2 separate regions of the Capsicum annuum genome follow, and region 1 is linked to region 2. Evidence: chromatin contacts called from public Hi-C data. All regions are on one chromosome and are shown on one strand. The core of a region is the stretch at or near the end of the contact, and the rest is flanking DNA. Distances in the headings are between cores, read along the strand shown.

Evidence for each region. Hi-C and Micro-C count contacts between places; a contact is called where the count stands out from the background.
Region 1: a Hi-C map of leaf shows a contact between it and region 2, with 8 times the contacts expected there. The contact joins the promoter of LOC107875300 here to the promoter of LOC107874570 in region 2. A contact is called at or near these places in 2 of 5 Hi-C or Micro-C datasets (both in leaf).

The regions. Positions count from the first base shown.
Region 1 is chr6:227,764,453-227,767,152 of UCD10Xv1.1, reverse strand. LOC107875300 (structural maintenance of chromosomes protein 1) reads right to left here and starts at 1,366. Exons shown (of 18, transcript XM_016721961.2): 1 at 701-1,366. The coding sequence starts at 1,129.
Region 2 is chr6:227,298,168-227,300,867 of UCD10Xv1.1, reverse strand. LOC107874570 (photosystem II reaction center W protein, chloroplastic) reads left to right here and starts at 1,289. Exons shown (of 2, transcript XM_016721333.2): 1 at 1,289-1,705. The coding sequence starts at 1,609.

The DNA.
Region 1 (2,700 bases), core at 117-2,616, 470 kb before region 2:
AAATGTCAACCCAAGTTATGAGGTGCAGAGGATATCTAAATATTTAAAGCTGCTTAACTCTGCGGCAAACCATGTTACCTTATCAATAAGAACTCTGCTGCAAACCAAAATACACTATCAATGCAATATTTTTTGTACTATATGATGCCCGTGTATACTTTATTAATGTGCAATCGTGTAGTTAAATTAGTTGTAGAAAATTGCCCATTTTCTTCAGGCTCCACTTCTATACTTACTATACAGGGTTACATCATCTGTCAATGACTGCAACTTGCTTCGGATTGAGTGTTGTAATTGTTATACACTACTTTCTTTCTCTTTTTTTCGAGAAATGGTACTTTCTCCACTTCTTGTCCTTCAATTTCTGTTACTATCTATGATCACTTGTACTTTGATAGTCGCATAATTACATTGTAGTAATTATTCTTTGTTTCCGGGATGCTTTGTCATGCTTTTTACAGTATTTTACTATGATTTCTATAATTTCGTTTTATTTCTTTTGCGATATGCTTTTGCTTGAGCAGAGAGTCTATCCCAAAACAGTGTCTCTACATCCCAATAGGGGGCTAAGGTCTGTGCACACTCTGCCCTCCCCGTAACCCATTGTGGAATTACACCAGGTAATGTCCTGGGTGTTGTTACATACTATAAAGTTAAGGCAAAGAAGCTAAAACTGAAAACAATGAACCACCAACGGTACCTGAAAGACGAGAAAATTCCGTGCTTTAACAAGTATATCAAGTGACTTCAATTTAGCGTTATACTCATCCCAATTAACAGCTTTCCCATCAATCCGATACTCGCTAGCACCAGCACTAGTAATAGCACGCGTAAACTGAATTTCCGCACCATTAACAAGCTGATAAACTAGTCTCACAAAAGCTCTTCGACCTCTCTGCTCTTTTTCACGGTCATCAAAAGCATAAATTAAGTCCTTCAACTGTGCACCCCGAAGTTGACCCGTACGAACTCCGAGAACGAAGCTAATTGCATCCATCAGGTTAGATTTTCCAGCTCCATTTGGTCCTATAATTGCTGTAAAATCGTAAAACGGACCGATTGTTTGAAATCCTTTGTACGATTTGAAGTTCTCCAGTTCTAGCCGGTGGATTTTGCCCGGCGACGCCATCGTGGAGTGCAAACCTTTAGGTGTTCAGCGAGTGAAAATGGTGGATTTTTGGAAATTGAATTTAGGGTTGAAGTGAAAGAGGGATTCTTTTTGGCGGGTGTTATTTCTCGGGAAATGTGTCAATTTATGGAGTATCGGGTCGGGTCTGGAATTCGGGTTTCATATTTGGAAAACGTATGAAAGACGAATGAGAGGGAAAATGAAACCCTTCTTCTCTCCTTTAAAAAAAGAAAAAAACGAACGCGGGTAATTTATCAATTTAGCATTAATACATAATCTGCCTCCTAAATTTATCGTGTTTATAATCCTTATCGATTTAAAAGGAAACTGTTTGTGTATACATTTTTATTTTCGAAATTTTACATGATATTTTTGTTATTTAGTAGCTTCAACATTTTATGTATGATGGTTTGAGTTAGAGTGACAAACGAACATGTCATTTACTAAGTGTGCAATGGGCTTGGTTAAAAATTAGAGTTATACCTTACATGTTACTAGATATGTCATTTGACATGAGGGTAAACGTTTATTTCTAATAGTACTCGTACTATATTAAAGCTAATATGATCACGCATTCGATTTTCATGAATGACATACTGTGTATGGCGCTTGCTTGATAAATTTGATTAAAAAATAAAATTACGCCCTCACCATGATCTCGAGAAACTAACACGAATTTGTCATTCTAATTTATTCATTATAATATGCTTGATTGTTTGTAAACCTATAGCAAGGACCAGAATGAAAAGAGTTGTGGCTAGTCTTTGGATTCCTTATGTGTCACTTCAGGTCTTCAATGGTTAAAAAAAAATTATTTGTATTTAGTGTTTATATAAGGGAAAAGGGTTAAAAATATTCTTTCTACTTTAATTTGTTGGCTAAATTTACCTTTCGTTATACTTTAGGGCTAAATATGTTCTTACCGTTAACAAAGTATTCAAGAATACCCCTGATTTGGATGGAATCCCCCAATTCAACTTTTATTGTCCAATTTCAGTCAAAATTTTTCATTTTCTTCTAAAACCTAACCTGGCCCATAAATCAAAACCCAAATTCTCAATTCAACTTTTAGTGTCCAATTTCAATCAAAATTATTTATTTTCTCCCAAAACTTGACTCGATCCATAAATCAAAACCCAGATCGTATTCTAGTATCTTCTTCTTTCGACTGGGCATTGAAATATGACATAAAAATCATTCAAACCTTGACCAAATTATCTCAAATTTGATATATGAGAACTCCAAAATGTTCCTGATCTTTTGAAATAACTCTCTCTCTCATTTCATAAAAATCAAAATTTAAACATCGAAGCTCTAATGGAGCTTCAATGGCTGCCAATGGTGGATTTAGATTCGCCATCAAGCTTAAATGAAAGATATCAGTATTTTCAAGTACAAACGGTCTCTAAATCAACAATAAATTAGTTCGATTAACATCGTATTGTCGTTTGGATCAATACATGGTGGCAATCTCGGATCTCCCTATTGGCAGCCATTGAAATTCCACCAATGATAGTTTCAGGTAGCAGGTGAAGAAAGCTTCAACTTTTAAACTCCTCGTTCACCTTTCA
Region 2 (2,700 bases), core at 40-2,539:
AAAACATAACAAGCAATTTTGTAAAATAAATTAATTAAGTCTTAATTCTATAAAAAAGCAAAAACAATATACATCACAAATAGCGCGGAATGCGATCCTCAATAGTTCACTGTTGACGGAAACCAATGTCCCGGGGTCTCGGGGACTAACACGTACTATACTAATATTTGGCAACTTTGCAAAAAACAAATTTGCTGAGTAAATGTAGATGTAGATTTATAGATTTTTTAAATTTTCTTAAAATCAAATTTAGTTAATTTAAAATTATTAAACTAATAAAAAAAGTATTAGTATCATTAATTCTTATAACTTCTAATATGGAAAGACTTGACCATAAATATATTTAATCAATTTTCAAATCTTAAATATTAATCAAAACATAACTACTCCAAAACATAATTTCACATGTTCTTCCATTGGTTCTCTACATGAGTGTTTTTATTATAGAGCGAGAGTATTTTTTTTGTTTTACTGAATTGCTTGGTTACCTAGAAATAGCCGGGGAAAGAGTAGGCCAAATTGTTAGACTAGTAGACTTTGAAAGTGTATAATCAAAATTAAGGATTAAGACAGCCAACTCCTTTAATTTTTGTTTATTTTTATCTGTTCACTATATACTAAAAATTAGAAATGTGCATCGGTTGATTTGGTTCGATTTATCAATTTTTTTATTTTTGAATATACTAAACCAATAATCAAACCAATAAGATATTTTTTATCGATTTTTGATTTATCGTTTTTAAGTACTTAACGGCTCGATTTTCGGTTTAGCCGATAAAAAAATACTCATAAAATAAAAATAGTAGTAACTAACATGAAAAAAAAATCGAATCTTAGTTGCAACAAAAAATCTTACATAATGTGTTTTAATTTACAAGAATCTTCAAGTTTGAACTAAAGATTGTTAAGAGAAATTAAGAGTTTGTATATTGAAATAATAGGTTTTTAATCGGTAGAAATTAAACAGAAATTAAGAAAAATATATACCAAGTCATATATATATATATATATATATATATATATATGTTCTTATAGGGTTATCGGTTTATCCAATAACCTAATAAGAAAAAATTGAACCGAATCAATAACCCAATATTTTTTTTTTATAAAATCATTAACAAACCATTAAACCAATAATTCAATAATAATAAACCAATAACATTTTTATCGGTTCGGTTTTTGCACACCCCTGCTAAAAACAGATATCCAAGAATAATTGTTCGAAACCAACAGATAATTTACCACTTTTGTATTCATATATCCTTTCTATTAATTTATTTATTTTCTTGTTCATGTGCTGTTATTAAAAATTATTTATCGTTCAATGCATTTCCCGATGCATTAATTAATTATATTGAAAGGGTGATATACTCCATTTTTTATACTATATGTACATAAACTTGAAGAAGGACACTTGGCATATTAATATTGGCTAGCAAGAGATGAGGAGCAATCTAAGTGATCAAGGTTGTGTGGCTGTTTGAACTGAAATATACTACGTGTTTGTGTATGCAAATTGCAGCAGAGATTGTACCTAATATTACTTAATATTGAAGATTGAAGTGTCTGGTCTCTCATTTCTGAGTGTGAAAAACACAGAGAAGTACAATGGCCACCAGCAGCACTGGTTGTATTACAACCTCTTCAGTTGCCTGTGTTGGCCTCGTGCACAAAGCATCTCTATCCCGCCCCTCCTGTCTTCTCGGTACGTTCATTTTTATACTATCTGGTTAACTGAAAGATAACGATATGCGATTGTCTAATAAGAGAGTAATATGATTATTTTTTGGGGGTTTCTCACTTGGTGTTCAATACCTGCATTGAGAATTAGTAATATGAAAAGTTACGTTAGGATCTTGAATTTGTCTTTGACCTATAGCAGAGGCGGACCTACATTGAGGCTAACGGGTGCACGTGCACCCGCTAGCCTCGAGAAAAACTCTGTATATATGATTTGTATATATCTCTCTATATACATATATCAGAGTATTATGTTAAATATATGCTGTGCACCCACAATAACAACTAGGTTGATTGGTGAGGTGGTTCGGTATGCCACTTGAAAGTTACACTTAATGTGTGACTACTCATGTTCGAGCCCCAACAACAATGTTTTATTGCTCTTTTAATCATTTTTCAATTTTCTATTGCGTGGTTGCTCAGGTTCGAACCCCAACAACAATACTTCTTTATTGCTCCTTTTTTTCATTTTTCAAGTTTCTTTACACTTATTGTTCAAATGTATATATTTATCTTTTGATTAAAAAAGACTTCCTACTTAGCAGTCATTTATTTCATACTTTTTCTTTTATGTATTGTGGATATTATTGAGTTATTTTTTATTTTATTTCAAAATATAAACTTCTCTTCAATTTCAAAAGGTAGATATTCTCCATAGCTTATACTGATAATATTTATTTTCTTTTAATCTTTTGATCATTGAGTTATTTTTTATTTAAAAAATTAGCAATTTAAAATTTGAGATAGGCTTAAATTAAACGTTACCCGTTGCAACTATCTAGCAAACAAATCTAACGAATTTAATATTTTTCAAAAACTTTCTATTATTGTTCAAAATATAAAAATACATTGAATTTAAATAGGTGAATAACACATTTTTTTCATATTAAATCTAATTAATGATATTCAATAATATCAAAATTTTGCTTATAAAATATTATAATTAATAAGTTTTCAAAG